Linked DNA regions of Sus scrofa: regions 2, 3 and 4 are each linked to region 1. Evidence: chromatin contacts called from public Hi-C and HiChIP or PLAC-seq data. All regions are on one chromosome and are shown on one strand. Each heading gives the region's core, a stretch centred on a gene start, on an enhancer-like site or on the middle of the called end of the contact. The rest is flanking DNA. Distances are from core to core; before and after follow the strand shown. Region 1 holds the start of RIN2 (ras and Rab interactor 2). Region 2 has its middle 79 kb from the start of RIN2. Region 3 overlaps RIN2 (ras and Rab interactor 2). Region 4 overlaps RIN2 (ras and Rab interactor 2).

Evidence for each region. Hi-C and Micro-C count contacts between places; a contact is called where the count stands out from the background. HiChIP or PLAC-seq counts read pairs in DNA pulled down with a chosen protein or histone mark.
Region 2: an H3K27ac HiChIP or PLAC-seq map of skeletal muscle shows a contact between it and region 1, with 2.5 times the contacts expected there. The contact joins the enhancer-like site here to the promoter of RIN2 in region 1. A contact is called at or near these places in 7 of 47 Hi-C or Micro-C datasets (embryonic fibroblasts, fetal heart ventricle, heart right ventricle and 3 more) and 2 of 2 datasets of contacts at active chromatin or transcription factors (alveolar macrophages and skeletal muscle).
Region 3: a contact with region 1 is called in a Hi-C map of skeletal muscle, with 2.6 times the contacts expected there. The contact joins the enhancer-like site here to the promoter of RIN2 in region 1. A contact is called at or near these places in 11 of 47 Hi-C or Micro-C datasets (alveolar macrophages, embryonic fibroblasts, fetal heart ventricle and 4 more) and 2 of 2 datasets of contacts at active chromatin or transcription factors (alveolar macrophages and skeletal muscle).
Region 4: a contact with region 1 is called in an H3K27ac HiChIP or PLAC-seq map of alveolar macrophages. The contact joins the enhancer-like site here to the promoter of RIN2 in region 1. A contact is called at or near these places in 1 of 47 Hi-C or Micro-C datasets (embryonic fibroblasts) and 2 of 2 datasets of contacts at active chromatin or transcription factors (alveolar macrophages and skeletal muscle).

Annotation. Positions count from the first base shown.
Region 1 is chr17:27,938,573-27,944,604 of Sscrofa11.1, reverse strand. It overlaps RIN2 (ras and Rab interactor 2), which reads right to left and starts at 3,272. Exons shown (of 13, transcript XM_021077420.1): 1 at 3,257-3,272; 2 at 666-758. The coding sequence starts at 722.
Region 2 is chr17:27,859,519-27,864,912 of Sscrofa11.1, reverse strand. No RefSeq gene overlaps it. Among named protein-coding and RNA genes, the nearest start is that of RIN2, 79 kb to the left of the region's middle. Within about 2 kb of position 2,437, at least 10 of the 83 cell types and tissues checked have an H3K27ac peak or open chromatin away from gene starts, as enhancers often do. A contact at or near this core is called in skeletal muscle, where this site is marked.
Region 3 is chr17:28,045,691-28,051,767 of Sscrofa11.1, reverse strand. RIN2 (ras and Rab interactor 2) reads right to left here. Exons shown (of 13, transcript XM_021077420.1): 11 at 3,930-4,061. Among named protein-coding and RNA genes, the nearest start is that of NAA20, 21 kb to the left of the region's middle. Within about 2 kb of position 2,152, at least 10 of the 83 cell types and tissues checked have an H3K27ac peak or open chromatin away from gene starts, as enhancers often do. A contact at or near this core is called in alveolar macrophages, liver and skeletal muscle, where this site is marked.
Region 4 is chr17:28,027,440-28,032,917 of Sscrofa11.1, reverse strand. RIN2 (ras and Rab interactor 2) reads right to left here. Exons shown (of 13, transcript XM_021077420.1): 8 at 2,463-3,027; 9 at 1,856-2,427. Among named protein-coding and RNA genes, the nearest start is that of NAA20, 40 kb to the left of the region's middle. Within about 2 kb of position 2,672, at least 58 of the 83 cell types and tissues checked have an H3K27ac peak or open chromatin away from gene starts, as enhancers often do. A contact at or near this core is called in alveolar macrophages, embryonic fibroblasts and skeletal muscle, where this site is marked.

The DNA of each region.
Region 1 (6,032 bases), core at 2,023-4,522:
CACTGGATCCTGGATCCTAGCCTCATCTGCAACCTACACCATAGCTCACGGCAACACCGGATCCTTAACCCACTGAGCAAGGCCAGGGATCAAACACGCAACCTCATGGTTCCTAGTCGGATTCGTTACCCACTGAGCCACAACGGGAACTCCGAAAAGTGGTACAGTTTAATAATGCTGCCTTGGCTCTCTCTAGCCTCTGAGGTGTTTGATAAAACATACCAGCAGAAAACCAAAACCAAACCCAAAAACCAAAAAACCAGCCCATCTAGAGTAAGGCCCAGGCATCTGTGTGTGGTTCTCTTTTTTTAAGTGAGCATTTAAGTGATTCACAGAATCAAGCAAAGTGTAAATCACATAAGCCGCCCTGAGTCACTTGAATGCCAAGTCCAGCTCCCATCAAGAAACATCCAGCTGAAAAAGGACCAGGTGAGCAGCTGACAAAGAAAGGCTGCCTCAACTGTCTCACACAGGCAACTCCCCAAGCCTGGGGTCCTAGCCCCTTCTGGAAGCACTGACTCACAGAAGCCCGTTGCTACTGTAAAACCTGGGAGTTGCTCGAAGCCGCTCAGGCAGGCTGCAGGCCAAAGCTGGCTCAGAGAGGAAGGCCCCCCCGCCGCCCCCCGCCGATTAGCAACCCCACCCCAATCAGGGCCGCCTTTTACCTTAAAGAAACTTCCTCGCTTGTCCAGACCGCGGGCACCCATGGTCCAAGCTGACATTTCCCCCGGCAAGGCTCCACTGCACGTCTGGGACTCCTGAGGTAGAGATATTTTTAATGGTTAGTCCAGCCTGCAGGAAACTCCTTTCTAAGCCACAGAACACGCACAACAACAGCCCTGCCAAGATCTTTTTCCATCAACAACAGAGTGCCATTTTCTTTCCCACCAAAGCCCTTCCATCTCTTTTCAGGCTGATTTCCTGCCTCAGACAGCACAGTTCCTAGACTGTGCCCCACCTCACTGGCCCACCTCCCGTGCCTCCAGCTGACGCAGAAGCTCTCTGGAACGGGCGGAAAGCATAATGATTGCTTTGTGGGTTTGCTTGACCTCACGCTCAAGTCCTAAAGGGACAATATCAGATGTCACCATAATCTGCTCCGAGGCTCATGGAGGCTGATCACGGAAGGACAGCGGAAGAATGAGCCCTTCCATGTCTCAGGAAATCCTGCAGGAATGGGGTGAGGTCATCCTTAGCTCTGCTGCCCCTCTCCCCCCAGGCAAGGTCAACACGAGGGCACTGGGAAGAAACCCCTCTATTTTCTCCTGAGAAACCAAAGATGGGGCTGAAATCCTGGGTCCCTGTTTACAGAGATCAGTTTGGGTAAGAAAGAGCACGTAAGCAGCTCCAGGATAATGCAAGACGCAGGGGGTGGGAGGCGGACTTTGGAACGCAGAGGGGAATTTCAGGGCGTGATTGATCCTGAATCATAACTGTGGCTATTTGAGCTTGGAATTGCCCTCACTGGAGCATCATAATCCAATAATCTTCTCTCGGCTATAACGCCTTCCAAGTCCACCTCTAAATAAAACACACACACACACACACACACACACACACACACACACACACGCAATTGAGTGCGCACGCACAAGCACACACACGCGCACGCCCCCAGGCTGCTGGCCTCGCCTCAGCCAGCGTGTACTGAGGATGCCCAGGCGAGCATTCCTGGACCAGCTTCCAGGACCAGGCACAATTACAAAGCCGCCTTCCAGCGCACATAACAGGCACAAGAGGTAGCTGATCCTAAGCACAACCAGCGCCCAGTGGAAGGACAACAAAAGAAGTTAAATGAAAACATATCTGTGGATGTTAAAAGGGGTTCAGCTGCAGGGGTGGGGTGGGAAGGCACCCAAATCACAGGAGTTTCTGCCCATTTGCTGAGGCTGTCTCATTATTAGCTGGGGACAGAGAGGCAGGGGCACCAAGGGACATCTCAGCAAGTGGTGAAGCACAATTATTTGGCAGAGAACTGCATACATTAGGAAGCAATGATCTTTGGAGCGAGGCACGTTTCAGTCCATGACTGCCTCTCTGTTTATGTTTACGGTGGGGTTCCGCTGACCATGGAATGTCAGCTAAGAAAAGGAGCAGGCAGCACACACCCACCCCTCCTTCTGGAGCTGTCACCTATTTCGGTCATTTCTCCGAGGCTTGGTCCCTTTAAAGTTTCCGCAGTGTCTCCCCTGTGACTCTTTCCACTTGCAATCCTGCTGGGATGAAGGTCAACATTCCGAACGGTGAGCTCTCCACTGTGATCCTGCTGACTCTGAGAGTCACGCTCTCGGGCTGTACAGCGCCCCAGCTCCGAGCCCTCTGAAGCCCATCACTTATGAGCAAAGTCCACGGGCTGGAGCGACTCCAGAAGGAAACACAGTGCTCTGTGCGGAACAAGGAACACAACCACAGCCACACTGTAACCTTGGGAAGCAAATGATTAACTGTTTCAATCCAGACACACACACACACACACACACACACGCAAATCCCTCCTTGAAACTGAGCCTAATGCCTGTAATTCTTTTTCTTCCAGACGCTTTTTCTCGGCAAGGAATTTGACATCGCATAGCAGTTACAGAAAGGCTCGGCGAGAGCCAAGACTTTATTCCTCATCCAGACCCAAGTCTCTTTGTTCTGTTCGGAACTTTTCCATGTACAAACCCTTTCAGATGAGCCATGGCAAGCAGAGAATTTTGCCTATAACCACAGAGCAGTCTGGATCCCAGGAGCTGATGTTTAATTAGCTGCCTGAAGAATGCACGTGCACACTTCCACCTTAAGGGGTCCTCAAGGAAACATCCAGTGTGGATTCCGTGTGGGGCGGGCAGGTCCATCACTTTTCTTCCAGAAGATACCACGCTGCATCTCTGCTTCTTGAAAAGGCCGCTCCACGATGGAGCTGAGAGCAGGTGACAAGAGCAGGCTGCCAGGGGCCATGGCGGGTCCTTCCCACGGGATGAAATCCAAATGGATGGCACATCACACAGCATTCAAATTTTTAAAAATGAAGTTCTTAAGGGCCCCTGAAGAAGTCTGGGTTTCGGGTCTTTCCTGTTGTAGCAGCACTAGTTTCCTTCCCAAACCATAGCCTCTAACACCTTAACTCAACATGGGCAGAAATTTTATACAATTTGAAAGGAGACTTTTTTTTTCCATTGGTGGTTCCCACCCCTTCACCCTTCAGGGGTTACGCCAGCAGTTTCATCCTGAAACCATCCCAGTAACAGGCTAGACTAAGAAACAGAAAAGGTACCGTAGTTGGAGAGGCTGTAAAATTCCTCCAGACTTAAACGGTGGAAGCGTGTGCCTTTCCTGGTTTTCTTGAAAGGTAGAGTGGATTCCCCAACAAGGAGCCCAGCACGTCCAGTGGATCTTTCCAGATGCTAGCTAAAAGCTAGCAGAGAGAATGAGAGAGAGGGAGGGAGGGAGAGAGGGGGAGAGAGACATTGAGAGACAGAGAGAGAGAGAGAGAAAGCCCTAATGGGACTAAAGGACACTGCAAACACTTTGGAGCTGCCAAGCCTTTTCAATAACACCACTGAAAGAATGTAAACGAAGCTAGTTGCTGCAGTCCAGCGAAAGGACAAAGGCAGGAAGTGAGTATTCCTCTCTCCCTGGACACCCGACTCGGCCACTTTGGAGAAAGCCTCACTGTGGCTTCTATGTGGCCCCAAGAGTGACCCAAGGAAGTGAAGTCCATCCTGGAATTTCAGCATCCAGAATGCAGAGTCATCTGGCTGGGCTCCAGGTTGGCTTTCCAGTGCATTCCATCAGGAGCAGCTGAGGACGGACGCTGGGACACCCCCACCTGGACCTTGGCTGCAGGCTGGCCGATGGAGGCTGGGACACCCGGGGCCCGATTTCCAGTTCACTGATCCACGGAGCTAAGTCTCTGGCAAAACACCAGCTTTTGCTCTAACTGGCCAGGGGCCAGATCTGGGCAAGGTAGTCTCTCCCCCGAGAGGGACCTCCTCCCCTCCCTACCCGTCTTGGACTTACTGAGTCAGCCTAGACGCTTCCTAGTGCACCCACTTCTGGTCACAAGAGCAAAGCCACAAAGCAGAAGCAGGTACACACAGGCACCCACCACTCACTAGTCTGCTTTAAAACAAACTCGGCTTCTGCAAGTCGTGGATTCTTATCACCTGCTGCTGCGAACGTCGGCCACAGCAGCTTTCTCATCACCCCCTTCTTTCTTCTTTCCCAGCAGTTGAATGAAGCGAGGCAAAGTAGCCTCAGTCCTTTGGTAAACAAGATCTCACTACTCCAATCATTTCACAGTCAAACTCACTGAAGTCGGAAAAAGTGACTCACCCCTGGGGACCTGTCGGGTTGAGGCCAGTCCTGAGAAATGTGTCACCTTTTCTCCTGGTTCCCTGAGTGGCTCCAATAACAGCAGGTCCTCTCTTTTAAGTGGTTTTCGTCTTTACAAAGAGGTATAAGCCAGTGGGGCGGTTCTGTGTCTGGATCCAGGAAAGATCTCTGAATATTTCCATAATTATCTTGGTATTACCACGGATTGTACAAATTGGACAGAAAAGCTCTACTCCAGCCTCTGGCTTGACGATTTGAGTGAATTTAATTTTTTTTTTTTTCCCTCTGAGCATCTTGTACCACTGACCAGCATTGATTTGCTCTCAGTCATCAGATGAACTTTTCAAAACATTTTTTTTTTTTTTGTCTTTTGTCTTTTTTGTTGTTGTTGTTGTTATTGTTGCTATTTCTTGGGCCGCTCCCGCGGCATATGGAGGTTCCCAGGCTAGGGGTTGAATCGGAGCTGTAGCCACCCGCCTACGCCAGAGCCACAGCAACGCAGGATCCGAGCCGCGTCTGCAACCTACACCACAGCTCACGGCAACGCCGGATCGTTAACCCACTGAGCAAGGCCAGGGATCGAACCCGCAACCTCATGGTTCCTAGTCGGATTCATTAACCACTGCGCCACGACGGGAACTCCCAAAACATTTTTAAGATCGTGACAACTGTTCATTGAAAAGAGAAACTAATTTGTGGGAGGTAAGAAATCAGAAGCAAAGAACTACATTCCCAGGCCCCTTGCCTGATTGCAGAGTTTAAACAGAATTAGGAACCGTGCTACTAGCTATCTTAATTGTCAGGAGTGATGGAGGATAATAATTTTTCTTCTTTTTTCAGCAAGGTGCTTGGGGGTAAACTGCGCATTTCTGCCACTCACAGGACTGGCCTGTCCCGGGGGGCTAATTCCAGGGAGGTCCATCCCTTGCATCCTTGGAACATGGGTGTCTCACAGAAGCTCTGGCCTCATCCACCTGCAGAAACTCCGCTGGTGCCCAGGGTAGCCCAGGCATGGACACCTTCACCACGTGCGATGAAAGCACCCTGGACACACGTGGGCAGCGGTGCTTAGAAGTTCCTTCTTTCCTGGGATGGGAGGCTGCTTCTCTCGCCTTCCACCCAGTGCCCTCATTTCAGCCCTCAGACCATCCAAGAATTAGCCTTCTGGCTCTTCCTGTCCCTCCTAGGGGACAGCTCCTCCTGAGCCCTGAGCCCTGGGGCTGGTGCACTCAGCCCACCCGGAACAGGGATGAGAGGGATGATGCAGTGACCCCAAGGTCATTCTCTTTCAGCAGCCCCCGAAAAGTATGTATCTTTTAACCTCCTGACTTGAAAAGCACCATGCAGTAAGTGCTCACACCCGGTGTACGTGTGCTGGGATCACACGTACAAGGAAGAAGTCCCATCAACCTTGTTGGCCCTTAGCCCAAAGGACACACTGGGCGGGAAGCCACACCCTCCAGGTCCCCTCAGGTTTATTGTCAACCTGTGTGCACTGAGATTACAGCTTTCCTTCCAAGGTTCTCTGGCCATGATGGTGAAGGTATCTACGTAAGTGGTTAATCTTAATTGGAGGTTTTTGACCTGGTGGCTCTTGGGACTGAGTTTACACTGCTAACAAAATAGATTAAGTAATACATTCTTTTTCTTTTTTCTTTTTCTTTTTTTTTTTTTTTTTTTTTTTTTTTTTTTTTGCTTTTTAGGGCCACACATGA
Region 2 (5,394 bases), core at 1,188-3,687, 79 kb after region 1:
TTAGAAGTTCTTTTTGTGGCTCAGTGGTAATGAACCTGACCAGTATCCATGAGGACGGGGGTTCAATCCCTGGCCTCGCTCGCTCAGTGGGTTAAGGATCTGGCGTTGCTGTGAGCCGTGATGTAGGTTGAAGATGCAGCTTGGATCCCAAGTTGCTGTGGCTGTGGCATAGGCCGGCTGCTGTACCTCCAACTTGACCCCTCGCCTGGGAATGTCCATATGCGGCAGGTGCAGCCCTTAAAAAAAAAAAGATTTTCAGACTCACAGATTTTGAAATCAAACTGATGGTTACAAAGGGGAAACATGGGGGGCCAGAGGATAAACTAGGAGTTTAGGATTAATATATATACATTACTACATATAAAATAGATAACTAACAAGGACTTATTGCACAGAACAGGAAAATCTAGTCAGTATTCTGGAACAACCTATACGGGAAAAGAATCTGAGAAAGGACGGACATACGTAAATGTATAACTGATTGACTTTGCTGTACACCTGAAACCAACACATTATAAGCCAACTATTCTCCCATAAATTTTTTAAATAAATGCCAAATGAAATGTTAAAACTTTTGCTTAAAGTGCACATTATCTTTGCAACTAGGATGCTTGCTTCATTATAAGGCGTCTCTCAATTGGCATCATTGAATTTCTCAGTAATGAGTTATCTAGGAATGTAAAACAAAGGAGTGGAATTCAATCAACAAAGAAGTAAAAAATAAACAAATCAAGTTCCTGCTGTGGCTTAGCGGGTTTAGACACAGACATGGTGTCCATGAGGATGCGGGTTTGATCCCTGGCCTCGCTCAGTGGATTAAAGATCTGGCGTTGCCATGAGCTGTGGCATAGGTCACAATGTGGCTCGGATCTGACTGTGACATAGGCTGGCAGCTGCAGCTCTTTGGCTCCTAGCCTGGGAACCTCCATATGCCAAGGTGTGGCCCTAAAAACATAAAAAATAAAAAAATATTAAAAAATAAATAAATAAAAGAAAAAAAAAAAAGAAACCTCAAAGCTACTGGGATCAACCACTCTGGAATAATGGAAAACCCTGGAAACAATGGGTAGAGCCATAGTTGTTCTGAACTGTGCTTTTTTTCTACTCAAAACTGTAATTTGATGACAGTTTTGTGTCATCCAGCGAGTTCTTTTTCAGTGGTTGTACAATGTTTCATCATATGGCTGTGATAATATTTAAGTAAATAGCCATGCCAAAAAAAAAAAAAAAAAACCATGCTCTCCTTTTCCCATTCTGTCCAAAGGCCTCAGAGGGATTTAGCTTCAGCTGTGCACAGACTTAAAAGTCACAAATTCCCTCCTTCCATTCCTCAAACTGTCTGGCACACTCTGTAGCAGATGCCCAGGGTGCCTCACCCAGACGCCCTCAGCATCCACCCATCTCCATCAAGGGTTTCCTACTGCAAGTACCTGCCGCTCTCCTTGATCTGAAGACTGAGGAGCAGGCGTGGCTCACTCATGGGTGGACCAAAAGACCAAGGAGCTACTGCCTCCTGGAATCGTCCTCACCAGTGATGGATGGTTGCCCCTGGAATGGTCTTCGCCAGTGATGGATGGGGTTTGGTGGATAAATTCCTGGGGGTCCTCACTCCCTGGGTGAAGCAACTCTAAGGTGAGCTCCTCATGGGCCTGACCCAGCTGTCCACAGTGGCAAGAGGCTCATTAACACAACCGCTTCCCTTCTCTGTCTCATCTCTCCACTCCCCCGCCATCCTTCCCACCCAGACGTGACACACCAAATGGCTCACACCTCTGGTACTTTCTGCCCAATCCTTGCACATTTACAAAGATGGAAACAAGCCCCGAAGGCCACAGGCATTTCAACAGCATGGACAAGGCCCATGCTTGCAGTGATGGGTTACTTAGACTGCTCTGTTGGGCCTAACAGGGTGCCCTCACGGAGACACTAGATCAGGGTCTTGCTTGCCTGGCCAACGCGTGAACACAGCATAAATAACTTAAGAGTGTTTGGAAAGACGTTTAATCGTTCAAGGCTTAGGTTTCTTCCATAGACCTACGGGGCCAAGAACACAGCAGTCAAGCCGCCCTCAGCATATGGTTTATGACTTAGAACTCACAAAAAGCATAAAATGGCAAGTCTTTTCCATACTAGCTTGGAAAAAGTTCTGTAGATTCTGCTAATTCCAACCAACATAAAAGTGATGCCTCCTCTTCCAGCTAAGCCTTGTTCGTGCCAGATGAGAGAGCCAAGGTACTGCGCGAGGCAAAGAAATGACATTTTCATAGCACTCAAAGCGTCCTCCGGAACTGTAGGAAATACACACAGCAAATAGAATTGACAATTTCTTCAGCCCACTGGCTGCTCTTATTTCACTCTGACGCACTTGAGCAACTGGGGCTCTGGGATGCCAAGTCAAGCCATTTTAGGCAGCTGCCGGGAACATAGCAGGTTGTCACTGAGGGAACCTGACAATGCCAGACACCTCCTGAGTCCACGAGGAGCCAAGCCGTGACACAAGATAAGGCAGAAACCCCTGCAAAGGTCTGAGATAGCAGCGGTTTTTGCAAGCTGAGCCTGTGTAGCTTTTAATGACCATGTATCTCCGGTTAAGAACTGAGACTATCACTTAGGATCTGGGGGTTTGCCCCAAGTTATAACTAAGATGCCACTGGTAAAATGCTTTACATTTCACACTGTATCTGCCCAATTTGGTAGCAGCTGAGTGCCTTCTGGTTCCTGCCCAAGGCCAACAGCAGACACCTCCCCAGGACAGGCGGAGATTGCCTCTCAGCCCCTCACTTGGGTCTGACCATGCGACTTGCTTTATCAATACAAGAGGCAGGAACATCAATGAAGAGGCCTCTGGGTTTCCACCTGCACCCCCTGCCCCTGCCATGGTCACAAGTAGAGCTGCCCTTGGGCCACCACTGCCCACTAGCCTGGACTCAGAATGCAGCCAGGTGGAGAGTGAGAAGCCACACCTAGCTGGCTAGCTGGACCCCAGCCAGAAGCAGCCGCCCAGCCCAGCCTGGATCAGCTCCCACTCCCCACCCGCATGTGAGCTGGCTCAGCCAAGGTCAGTAGAGATGCCCAGCTAAGCCTCAAGTTGCAGCCAACCTTTATAGCAAGAGCGAAATAAATGCTTAGTATTAATTTTTCCGCTGCACCTGGGGGCGGTTTGTTGCGTAGTGAGAGCTGACACAGAGGACAAAGAGAAAGTACAGGAACCTAGGGGAATCGTGCCCATAGATTCTCCCTCTTTCCTGCCCTGGACAAACGGGGAACTCACAGGATATAATCATGACATTTACAATGGCTTCAAAAGGTCCCCACAATTCTTCTAGAAATACACTAGCTTCCGTGTGTCTTGGTGGGACAATCTCAGGAGACATCCTACACAGTCTGTCATAGGTCCCCAGAGGGACTGAGGCCCAGTTACGCCCAGGGGTCACCTGCTCATAGTCCTGCCCTGCATGGCCTCCCAGGTCCCTGTCCACTCCACACTCCCTCGCCGTGTTTCTAAGCATCACGGCTCCATAAACACTTGCACTGGGATTCTCAACTTAAAGACAGGGCTCCTTTCCACAAATAACAGCTAACGTTCATCGAGCACTTTCACGTGCCAGACACCACGACACACAGGTGACTTCACCTCTCTGTCCCTCAGTTTCCTCATCTCTAGAATGGGGGTAAAAACAGTGTCCCTCAAGGCTGTTTTGAGGAAAGAACATGCAACATGCCTAGAACAGGACCCAGCTTGTGGCAAGTCTTCCAAAACACCACTATTTTCTTTTTTCCCCTCTTCTCCCCCCCCCCTTTTATTAGGGTCACACCTGTGGCATAAGGAAGTTCCAGGGCTAGAGTTCCAATCCGAGCCACATCCATGACCTACACCGCAGCCACAGCAATGTCAGATCTGTAGGACCTACACCACAGCTTGCTGCAACGCCAGAACCTTAACCCACTGAGCCAGGCCAGGGATGGAACCTGCATCCTCGCGGACACTGTGTCGGGTAATCCACTGAGCCACAACGGGAACTCTGAACACCACTATCTTCAAGCAAGCCTTGCTTCTCATCACCATCACGTTTCCAATAGGCATCCACCTACTGCTAAGAATGGAATGAGGAGGACCGAGGACCGAGGCAAACAAGGAGGAAGAAGAGACAATGAAGAGAAAAGGAAATTCCACCTTCGGGATAGCACTAAAACTCTCAGCCAGCTGATGGCAGCACTAACCTTGAACTCAACACTGAGCAGAGCCATCGACGTGCACCTTCCAGGATTTGCTTAGGGACATTCTGCTCCCGGGGGCTCCGGGCTGAGAACCAGAGACAGGAGGGGTGTCCAGGGGGAGAGGCCAGTGGGGTCTCTCTCCTCTGGGTGCGTGGCTGAGGCATGCGAGCCACTCTGGGAGGAAGTGCCCTGAGCAAGGACCATCTCGAATGGGCTCAGCAGGAGCCGGAGGATGTGGGTCTGCAGGCAGAGAACCAGGCTTGCCCAGACCCAGCCAGAGCACTCCTGGGGGTGCTCACACCTGGCCTCAGGCGCTCAAGACTCCGCCAGGGGAGGAGAGAGGCCACCTGAGTGGGATGGAAGTTTCCCAACTCCCACCACCCAGGGCAGGGTGGGGGTCTGCCCAGGTAGCTGCTACTGACTGGTGGATCCCAGGGGAGCCGCCCTCCTAACACACCCCGATCTTGGACTTTCGACCTCCATCCGCGTGGTGCAGAGGAAGGGGAGGGACGACACTCATTTCCCTGGTGACACCTGGATGAGCAACCCTTTCTGTGACTCGCAGGCCACGCTGGCACAGCGGTGTTCTGGGCCCTGCACTGTGAGACCTAAAACACAGCCAGGCTCCAAACCCCGCCTTGGCCACTGCCCACCTGTGAGATGCAGGCACGTTCCTGAGCCTCTAAGCTCTCAGTTTCCCCATTTGAAAAGTGAGACCCACCCTTCCAGGGCCACTGTGACAAAAAAAATGTAACAATGAATGTGGTGGTGTCAGAAGGGTGGGGGAAGTGGGGGCGGGCAGTGGAAGCTGAAGTCTTCCTGAAATTCCATGAAAAAAGGGATGCAGGAGACAGACCAGCTGACCCTTCCCCCACCCCCACTGCCGCTGTACCCCTGCCCCTCCACGAAACAAACCCATCAGACGAGCCATGTGCCCTTGAGCCTTCAGTGGCAGGAAGCAGGCGGAAGTAGTGATGCTGTCCAGGTTTCCGGGGTTCAGCGCAGGCCCCTTCTCCTGACTCTGACAGGTAGGTGGCTGCTTACTCTTTACCTGTGACCCATCTGCCACCCCCCAGCTGACAGAGGAAGAGAAAAGAGCAGCAAAGGAAAAGAAAGCCTTTTCACTATCAACTACCCACCCCATGCGCTGCCTCCATCTTCCCCCCCTTGTCTCAA
Region 3 (6,077 bases), core at 903-3,402, 110 kb before region 1:
TTTCAGGAAAAGTTAGCATGGACTTAAGTACCCAAGAAAGGCATGTGGCGGTGCTGGTCTAGAGGGTGGGCTTGGAGAGACTGTGACGCCGAGCTTGGGAGGGGGCTTGGTCCTCTGGACATCACATTTTAGCCTCCATGGCTCACAGTTCAGGCCACTGAGAAGAAAACTCAGAATGCTGGAAGCACAAGACTGACCACACTTTGAAACATGTGGACGCAATTAGAGGAGGGTTTAAATTTCAGCAAAACTCTAACCCTGCCACAACGGCTGTGCTCATAAATGGGATCCTCTGACGCTGCTCCGTAAATGAAACTACCTGCTTAGACAGCAGAAAACTCCTGTGGGCTGCGGTCCCGCAAACCAAAGAGGGCTTTGGGCAGCGAGGCAGGATGCAGGCTGGGTTGCAGTGCACCCCTGCTCGCTGCCTCTTCCTCCCGGTCTGCAGGGCCCTCGGTCTGATGGGCTGGCCTGTCTGCAACCCCAGCCAGCCTGATGGGGTGCCCTGTTCCTGCCATCATTTGTTTTGTTTTATTTTGTCTTTTTAGGGCCACATCTGTGGCATATGGAAAAGTTCCCGGGCTAGGGTTGAATCGGAGCTGCAGCTGCCGGCCTATACCACAGCCATGGCAAAGCCGGATCTGAACCATATCTGTGATCTACACCACAGTTCATGGCAACACCAGATCCTCAACCCACTGAACAAGACCAGGGGTCGAACCTACATCCTCATGGCTACTAGTCAGGTTCATTTCTGATGAGCCACAACGGGAACTTCTGCTCTTGCCATCTTGAATGTTGTCACTTGTTGACCAGAGACAGTTCTTCAAGATCTCAGCAGCTAAATACTCTGGCCCAGGAAAGAGGCAAAAAAGCCAGGAGGCAGCTGAGTGGAGGCAGGCTCCAGTGAAAGCCCAAGCTTCCTGGCTGCTCTGTATGTTGGGTAACTGGGTCCTAGTCTTTCCCTGCAATTCATGGAGGGGAAGACAGCCACCTGCCCATCTGTCAGCAGCAGAGCACCCAGAGCAGTGCCTCGTGCTGCGGAAACATTGGGAAAGGCAGCAGGAAGTGTCTGTCTCGACCCTCAGGCCACAGGAAGCAAGCACATGGTGGCCCTAAGTAGCCACTGTCAGCAGCAGAATGGCACTTTTCTGAGCAAACTGGCATGACTTTCCTTCAAAGCCCCAAGAATTCAGCATACTTATTACTAGAATTAAACTCGATTGAAGCTCAGAAAAACCCCAGATGCATATAAAATTGTAATAATCATTGGAATTCCCATTGTGGCGCTCAAAGGGTTATGAACTTGACTAATATCCGAGACGGGTTCGATCCCTGACCTCACTCAGTGAGTTAAGGATCCGGCACTGCCGTGAGCTCTGATGCAGGTCACAGATTTGGCTCGGATCCCGTGTTGCTGTGGCTGTAAGTTTAGGCTGGTGGCTGCAGCTCCAATTCAACCCCTAGCCTGGGAACCTCCATATGTCATAGGTGCGGCCCTAAAAATAAATAAATAAATAAATAAGGTAAAATAAATAAAATTGTAACAATAACACAGTGGATGGAAGGAAAGCCTGGATGGAAATGCAGCCTGCTCCCCTTGGTGTCTGGACGAAGTCCCATGCCTTTGCCCAGCCTGGGCAGCCCCAGGGCAGAGCAGGAGAGGCAGGCTCCAGGTCTCCAGGTCGGGTCTGGGTGACCATCCCTAAGGGTCCAGCCCCAGGGTCATGAATACTAATGAGGGGAAATTAACAGAGGAGGGGGAAGGGCCAGAGAGGCTCAGTCACAGGATGGAAGGCTATCAATCACCACCGATCCTGACTCAGCGTTGTCCCTACAGGGAGGAGGGGGACCTCAGGACTCCTGGAAGGACAGACCCTCTGAGCAAGAGCCAGGCCCTGAGGACTTTTAGGGAACTAAGGCCACTGGAGTGACAGCACTGAAGTTTCCTCCAGGGAAAATCTTGGGATGGTGCGTTCCCTGGGGCATTCCACTGGCACGGGGCCTCTTCGCTCAACGCCCAGACTGAAAGTCACTGGTGAGAAAAAAATTGTTATGCAACAATCACAGCTCCGGGTGGCCTGGGCTCAGACGGGGACATGTGCAAAGGGACTGTGAGGGTGCCCAAGGCTGAACAGGCCCCGACCCACTCTGCTTTGAGAAGACTAGCTCATAAGAGTCCTGGTTATTTCTGCTTTCCAGGTCCCTGCACGACAGTGACACACACTCTGGTTCTGTGATCAAATACCAACCCGTGTGTAAGGGGAGGACGTTCTGCAAAGACATGCTAGGGTCAGGCAGACACAGGAAGGAAACACCAGACAGAGCAAGTTCAGAGCCAACTGTCCCCATTCTACTCCACTGTAGTTTCATGTTAACCAGTGAGCAGACGCTATTTTTTAAACAGAAAATCAATGCTGTTTTCATCTTGAAAACCAAACTAAAAAAATTAAGGATGGAAACAAAAGTTAAGCCTTCATCTGATTTACTGATACAACAGCAGGCCATTCTTTTGGCGGTAGAAATATTCTCCAACAAACGTTTATAGCTTCCTCTTGGAAGCAAAGAAACCAGTTCTTTCTATCTATCTATCTATCTATCTATCTATCTATCTATCTATCTATCTATCTATCTATCTATCATCTATCTACCTATCTATCTAATCATCTTTTTAGGGCCACACCCGTAGCACATGGAGATTCCCAGGCTAGGGGTCTGAATCAGAGCTGTAGCTGCCAGCCTGTGCCACAACCACAGCAATGTAGGATCTGAGCCACATCTGTGACCTACGCCACAGCTCATGGCAACGCGGGATCCTTAACCCACTGAGCGAGGCCAGGGGTCGAACCTGCGTCTTCATGGATGCTAGTCAGATTCATTTCCACTGAGCCATGAAGGGAACTCCCAGTTCTTTTTTAAAATGTCATTTATTCTATTGAATGGATTTTTTTAAATTGAAATTATTCCAACTTATGAAGGATAATTATGGCAGGGTTACATTTTTTGTGTTTTTCTGACCTCTCCAAATTTTCTGTGATGAACATATATTACTTTTGTAATTGGAAAAAAAGCACATTCTTCTAAATGAACAAAATTAAAATGACCGTTAACCTTGAAGAAGTCAAAAAAGCACCCACATAAGTGCTCAATGGGTCTGGGGTTTTATTGGGGGAGGGGGATAAAAATGTTCTGGGGCTAGAGAGAGGGGGAGGATTGCACAAAATAGCAAATGAACTAAATGCTATTGGACTGTTCACTTCATTTTTATTTATTTATTTTTTCTTTTTAGGGCCACACACACGGCATATGGATGTTCCCAGGCTAGGGGTCAAATTGGACCTGTAGCTATCAGCCTACACCATAGCCACTCCAGATCTGAGCTGTATCTGTGATCTACTCTGCAGCTCACGGCAATGCCAGATCCCTAATCCACTGATGGAGCCCAGGGATCAAACCCGCATCCTCACGGATTCATTACCGCTGAGCCACGATGGAAACCCTGGACTGTTCACTTTAAAATGGTTAATTATGGAGTTCACGTCGTGGCACAGTGGTTAACGCATCCGACTAGGAACCATGAGGTTGTGGGTTCGATCCCTGGCCTTGCTCAGTGGGTTAAGGATCTGGCGTTGCCGTGAGCTGTGAGCTGTGGTGTAGGTTGCAGATGTGGCTCGGATCCTGCGTTGCTGTGGTTCTGGTGCAGGCCAGTGGCTACAGCTCCGACTGGACCTCTAGCCTGGGAACCTCCATATGCCGTGAAGAGTGGCCCAAGAAATGGAAAAAAGACAAAATAAATAAATAAAATAAAATAATATAAAATAAAATGGTTAGTTGTGTGTTGTGTGAACTTCACCAAATTGGAAAAAGAAATGAAAGTGAAACCGAAGAGGAGCCCCCAGTTCCTCCCACTTCTTCCAAAGCCCAGGTACCTTCTCCATGTAGCAGGGACGGGTCCAGGAGCTCCATCATATACTCGATCTCAGTGTCCAGTTCCAGCATGTCACACTGAGCTATGACATAGGTCAGGACGGGTAAAAAGTCGTCAGCTCCATACATCCTCCCTGGGAGCAGGAAGAAAGGGGGAGACGGGATTATTTTTACCAACATGTCTTTCTTTCACATCCTACTTGCTGCTTTTATTAGACGGCGGGGAGTCATGCTGGGGAAGTGTGCTGCTCAGGGGAAGAGGTGGGTGTTTATGGAATCCTATGTGGTCCGAGACCTAACCCACTCACAACTTCACAATGAACACAGGAAAGATTTTCTCCCCATTTTCAGGATGTGCCTCAATGCGTGCAACAGAATAGAGTACTTTTATTTTTATTCATTTATTTGGCTGTGCCCAGGGCATGTGGATGTGGAAGTTCCTGGGCTAGGGATTGAAGCTGAGCCACAGCATTGACAATGCCAGGTCCTTAATCCTCCAGGCTACCAGGGAACTCCTGCGTACTTTTAAAGAGTTTAACTTTTCAGCAAATGATATGATGAAACATTTGCCAGGGGTCTGCTTGTTCTGTTCATCCTTTTGGTTTTATTTCTGTTGCTTCTGTGCAAAGTCATCATGAACATAATGACAGGACCTAACTTGAATAAGGAATAATTTGTCTCCTTCTCTGTCTTCCATTTATTTAAATGTGCTAGGAGTTCCCGTTGTGGCTCAGTGGTTAATGAATCTGACTAGGAACCATGAGGTTGTGGGTTCGATCTCTGCCCTTGCTCAGCGGGTTAAGGATCCGGTGTTGCCAGGAGATGTGGTGTAGATCAAAGACGCGGCTCGGATCCTGCGTTGCTGTGGCTGTGGCGTAGGCCGGCGGCTACAGCTGTGATTAGACCCCTAGCCTGGGAACCTCCACATGCCGTAGAAGTGGCCCAAGAAAATGGCAAAAAGACAAAAAAAATGTGCTAACTCAGTATACATTGAATAGATACATATGATTAGTATATGCCAAAAATGTTTCCTCCTATTGCTACTTTTTATTGTCCTTACTGCTACTTTTTTTTTTTTTTTTTTGGTCTTTTTAGGGTCACACCCACAGACATGTGGAGGTTCCCATACTAGGGGTCAAATCAGAGCTACAGCTGCCGGCCTGTACCACAGCCACAGCAACGTGGGATCCGAGCCATGTCTGTGACCTACACCACAGCTCATGGCAACGCCGGATCCTTAACCCACTGAGCGAGGCCAGGGATCGAACTCATGTCCTAATGGATGCTAGTCAGGGTTTGTTAACCACTGAGCCATGACCGGAATGCCCTCACTGCTACTTTTTATCACAATGGAGATTCTCAACTAGGGGTGATTTTGCGCCCCCCCCACCCAAGGAATCTGTTGTTGTCTGGAGTCATTTTTTTAAGGTCATGACTTGGGGGTGGGGGTGGGGGGAGACATGCAAATGGCATCCAGATGTGGATAAACATCCTGCAGGAAGCCGGTCGGCCCCACAACACAGAGTAATCCGGTTTTAATGTCATTAGGGCTAAGGCTGAAAATCTGTGCCTGAGGAGACAGAATTCTGTGCAGATGTAAATTGGGGGACTTTTTAAAAATGACTTCAGGAATGACAGGAAATACATTTCTCGTCTGTGAAGTAGGCTTCCCATTTCAAAGACAATGTTCATCTGCTCTGATTACCAGCCCCAGAGCTCACATGCTAATCTCCCAACAATCTGCCAAGGGCCGCCACATGACTATCTCACTCCAGCCATGGTAAACAGAGCCTGGGTTTTCTCTCTGCTGCATTTCGCTCAGAGGAAAAGCTGCAAGCACTGCAGGGCTCATCACTGAGGGGGATCGGGGTCGCTCCTGCATCTACGAGCAGCAGCGCAGGGGAAGCCAGAGGGCTGACTAGGTGAATTCCTGTTACCCCGCTTCAGCTTGGAGCAAAAGGAAAGCCAAAGGAATGGCTGTAACGAAGCCACATTAGGACTAAATGAGCCAAGTTTCTGACATACACTGTAAATCACTGACGTGAACCCTCATTGAAGGTCAAAATGAAGTCATAACAAGGAATAATCACACGTATTTCCACCATGCTTGGGGCTATGTGTGCACTGTCCCAACTATTCTCCACCTTATG
Region 4 (5,478 bases), core at 1,423-3,922, 89 kb before region 1:
ACAGGTACCTGTGTCACAGGGCTCAGGCCAGGACCCACTGCAATTGCTTAGATAGGTGGCCTGGTTCAAATTAGGGATGCCCTCGATGTCAGCTTCCCTTCTCCTTATGGCCTTAGATTTTAAACTGAAAGCTGCATCCTTCTTGGAGCAGCAGCAGCTGGCCAAATTTAAATTTGTGTTTGGAGAAAATGAGATCTCCTGCTGCAAGACCAAGAACCCAATGTGAACCTCCATCTCAAAGAAGCTGGCAGGAGAGCTTCCCGGGACTGGTCCTTTGGCCGGATACTCAGAGCAGCAGCGGCGGGGAAGGAAGGGAAGGCCTGGTCCCCAGGGAGGGGCCTAGTCTCCGTGGGCTGGCTGGCGCTGCCCGCTGCATAGCCCAGTGCTGACATCAGCGCCCGCCTCGCTCGCCTGGGTGCCCCCAGAGGAAGCTACTCCTGTAGGTTCAGGCTCTGAGTCAGTCTCTCCTGAGAAGCAGGCTCTGGCGGGGACAAGGACAGAGGCAGTCTGCATGCCTATTCCGTCTTCCTGAGGCTTTTCTATCATTAAGGCTCATCCTGGGGCACATTCTTTCCAGCCTTCAGTTCAGCACCCCAGCCCTAGCCCCGCCCTGCCAGCCCAGGCGCAAGCCCCAGGAAAACAAACACGGCTTTGATTCTTTGCGACAAAATGAAAAAGCTGCTGAAACTCACTTAAAGGAGAGAGAGAGGGAGGGAGGAGGGAGAGGGAGGGAGGAGGGAGAGGGAGGGAGGAGGGAAAGAGAAGGAGCACTTGCTACCAGACACTGTTTACTACTTTTGACAAACAGACCCAATCAGAAAGAAGACATTTGGGTTTTGCTTTATGAACCGCTTGGAAATGTTTGGTAACTCTTTTGGCTGCTGCTGCCCAGTGAATGAAGTTTCTGAAATTAGCCTTTCAGAGTCAACCTTCTGAAATTAAAAAAAAAAAAAAAAAAAAAAAAAAATCCCCTAACACTCTCGCCCTGGAAAAAAGACGGCTTGCCAAATCCAATTTTCCCTTGGCCAAAGTAACGATTAGCAACTCAGCCCTTCAAGGAGGTTATGAAGAAAGAATTTCCCCTTGACTTGGGAGAAAACACCTTTCATGTGACCTCCAAATATGTTACTTATTTAAAAAGAACACAAAAACAAACCTGTCCTTTGGATTTTTTTTTTTTTCCCTTACTGCCAAACAGTGCTTCTTACTGAATTCTAGGACTGGAAGCCAGCAGGGCGGTTACCCTTTGGGGAGAAGGCGGCAGGGCGGGGGTCCCCAGGGGGCTTCTTCTGGACGTGGGTCATGTTCTGCTGAGCTGGCGCTTGTTATACAGTTGTGGTCACTGTGGAAACTCACCCAGCCACACAGCCATGAGCTCTGCCCTCTTCTGAATGTAAAACAGGCACTTTCAACCAAAGCAGCACAAAACACCCGCCGCCTCTTAGAAGGCATTAAAGACACCTTTCTGTGGTTGCAGAGCCTGCAGAGACGCACGTTCAGAAAACACTCAACAGGGGGTCACACACACAGCACAAAATCAGGGGGCAAGCGGACCCTCAGAAGGCAAGCTCCATCCCCAAACAGAGCCGTTCTGCCCTTCCCATCGATTGTTCCCCAAAACATGTCCAAACCTGGCACATAGCAGCCAAGTCAGGCATAATATGACGTCTGCCTCAAGCAGCTGCGATCCCAGTTCAAATCAGCCCGGGGGTAGAGTGCGTTGTTGTTTCAAACACCAGAGAAAACTACCAGACAACTGACATAGGATGCACTGTTTGGCCAGGCTACAGTTTTTTTTGTTTGTTTGTTTGCTTGTTTTAATAATAAAGAAAAAAAAGGCGAGGTGGGTACTTACCTATTTGGTCCTCGGGGATCAGCGACTCAATGGGGGGGTCCAGCTCGGAGCTCTGGGACAAGTAGTTTTTCACCTGGGTCATGAACTGCCGGATGGTCTGCAGCAGGTCTGTGCTGGACACATGGCACTCCTTGTTCTCCTGCAGGAAGCTCACGTAGTCCTGCACCAGGCAGCCGAAGTAGGTGCGCTTGTCCCGGGCCAGCTCGGCGATGCGGCGCACCATGCGCTTCTCCGGGGTCAGGAAGGAGCTGAACACCCCGCTCATCTTGCGCAGCTGGGACTTGACGAGCTTGGGCAGCATGAAGGAGCTGTTCCTCTTCTTCTTGGACTTGATGGGGGGGGCCATGGTCTCCTGGTCGCTCTCCCCGTCGTAGTCCTCCAGGCTGCTGTTGGTGTCCGCCTCGTAGCCAAACAGAGGCATGCTGCGGTCCAGGTCCAGCGAGTCGGAGGAGGAAGTGGAAATGCTCATGTCACTCAGCCTCTGTCTGCCTCCTCGCCACGGGGGCTGGGATGGGGATGCAGAGGCGGCGGCGGCGGCAGCGGCGGCCCGGGCCCTTGTGCAATCCCCGGGGCCTCCTCCTCCTCCACCACCAACAGCACCTCCTCTGCTGCCGGGGCCCCACCTGCGCTGCGGGCCAGGCCCTCAGGCTCCAGGCGAGGCCGGCCGCCGGTCAAGGTCTTTGCGCCGCCCTCCGCCTCCAGAAAAGAAGCCTGCTTCTTGAGCCGGGGTGGAGGGACGGGGGTTGGTCTGGATCCAAGCAGAGCTACGTTCCCATGTGGGTGATGGCTGGCTGTTTCCGGCATGCTCGCCGGGACCGCGCTCCTGGGCAGCTGAGGGCTTGTGTGCAGACTATTAATAGCGGGTGGCGGGGGCCTGGGCGGGGGAGACCGAGGCCTCTCCGTGCCATTCGCGCTGGGAGTCCGGGTGCAGGGCCGCTTCGGGCCTCCGCTGAGGTCCTGGCTGTGCACTTTCAAGAAAAGAGGATTAATAAAGCAGAGGGCTCCGTTGGTCTGGCTGCAGTCCAGCTCCGAAGGCGCCCTGGTTTTGATAGAATGCACTCCATTTATAAGGCAGAGCTGGCGGGAGGCAGGACCAACGCCGTCGGAGGAGAGAGGCCTATGGGGAGGTGGAGGGTTTGGGGGTTTGCTGTCAGCTGGAGAGCTCCAAAAATCTGAAAGTCATTATCAGTGAACACAAGAATGTAAATACAGTGCACTCGGGCTGTTCCTTCACAAAAAAAAAGCACACTTGCAGGGCAATACTCGGCTCTGGAGGGGAGGCGCTACACTGCAGTGTGTTTCTCTCTCTCTTTGCTTTAACTACATTCCTTTACTGGAAAGGGTAGAAACGCTGCCAGGACCAGCTGCGGGCTCTTGGGAAGGCCCTGGAGGCTTTTCACCGTCAAAGCCCAGGGGAGACGGTTCAGCCGCGCACAGAGCTGGCCCAGGCTTCCCCAGGTGAGGCAAAAGGAACTGGGATGATGACAGTGCAAGCTGGGCAAAGGCCACGGGGCTCCCCACTTGCTCCACGAAGACCACATCTGCCCGCAAAGCAGCGGCATCCTTTCTGATCCCCGTCTCCCTGGCTGCCCTCTGCAGAGGGCTCGGCAGTTCCCCCTTAATGGGCAGGACCAGCAGCTGGGCCTGGGGGATGTTACACAATCTGCCTGGGGTTTTACACATTCAGCATTAAAACCCAAAAGGAGGAAAAATACACTCATGGGTCCCATCAGCAAAAAAACAGGACAGCCAGCTTACACGAAGGTTGAGTGCAAGTTTGACCATCTACATTTGTGGTTTGCTGCCCATCCTTCCCAATCCTGCAGCCTCCTGGCCTTGGCTATTCATGCTTGGTTCATCCTTCTCTGGAAGGGGAGGGTGCCCATTGCTTCCTGCAGCTACATTGCCTATATCTCTTGTGCTCCATGCAAACGGAAAGAGGCAGTGATGGGGTCATTTTCATTTGGAACAGGTGATTCTCTCTCCACAGCTTTGCTGTTTTGTGTTTGCTGAAGCTGTTTCTTTCCCAAGGACCCGGAAAGGCTAGTTCTGGGCCTGGGGAGAAGCTGAGGCTGGAGCCCGCTCTGCCCCAGCTGTGCCCTGAATGCCTGGCAGTGCCTCTTCAGTCGCCACTTTCTCTTGTCTTCCTCCCCTCTTGTTCTTTGCTGTCCAACAGGACAGCCAACAGTCACCTGCGGCCAGTGAGCGCTAGAAATCTTGCTTGTGCAATGGAGGGACTCAATTTTCCATATTATTTCATGGAAATCAACTTAAAGGTCAAAACTGACACTCAATTCAGTTACTGGGAAGCATCAGTTTGTTTGGAACCTGGGTATGTGAGTACTTTTTTTTTTTTTTTTTTTTTTTGTCTTTTTAGGGCTGCACCCTCAGCATATGGAAGTTCCCAGGCTAGGGGTTGAATTGGAGCTGCAGCTGCTGGCCTTCACCACAGCCGCACGAGATCCTGAACTCACTGAGTGAGGCCCCGGATCGAACCTGCACCCTCATGGATACTAGTCGGGTTCATAACCTGCTGAGCCACAATGAGAATGCCAGGTTGGCCACTTTTGCAACTGCAAATCTGAGGAAATCTAAATAGAGATCCATGCATTTCCCCCTAAAACTTAGTGCCTGAACAGAGGTGTGCTGTAAGGACAAAAGCCATGCTGGATTTCAAACACTCAGTGTGAAAAAAGGAAGGTAAAATGTTTTATTACTACTTTAAAAACATGGATGATGTATTGCAATAACATTTCAGATACCATACTAAAAGATGAAATAATAAAAAATGAATTCCCCCTTGAATTTTCCTTAACGTACTTACTAGAAAATTGAAAAGTACACACTGGCTTGCCTTTTTCGTATTTCTCTTGGCCTGGGTAGAACCGCTCTCACCTCCTCAGTGCCCCCCCCTTAGCCTCCTGGTGTGTTGAGCTGTAGGCCTTTATAAAGCTTAGCACACCTGGCTCCCAGGTACAGTCTCCCATACAGACTGTACACCTGGGAAGCGGGGGAGGGGAGGGACCCTTGGTTGTAGGGCGTGGTGCCTGCCACAGAGTGGACCCTCCAGAACTGCTTGCTGGATGAACAAATAAATGAGGCACAGAATTTTAAGAAGCACTGTCTCTTCACAAAATGGATAAAGTGCATGTTGACAATTAACAAGCTGAATATACACTAATGAGAGCTTGGTTGTCTCTGGAGAGTGGCCACCAGAGTGGATTCCTTTTGCTTGCCCTTCACAGGGACATCAAGTACCATCCCTGTTACCTGGGTCCTCGGGCCCCTGGCAGGATGTACACACAGCAGGCCGACCACGGAGCCAGGAGGCCACCAAAGGTCATGGGGACCCAGGGCATGTCTTTAGGAGGTCAACAACCCAGTGGATTATATTACCTTCAACTCAGGAAATGCTCTAAATTCTCTCCAAAGGTGCATAAAGCTTGGTGGCAGAGATGGCAGTGGGGACATTGCAAGGCCCTGATAGCTTTACCAGGATTCTGTTTCCCAGTCCTACAACCCAATGGCCCATCAGACAGGCCTCACTCAACACAGATGCATCCAAATTTCAGAGCTGACTGTGAATATACCTCCAGGCTTCCCTACAAAATTTTATGGGCTCC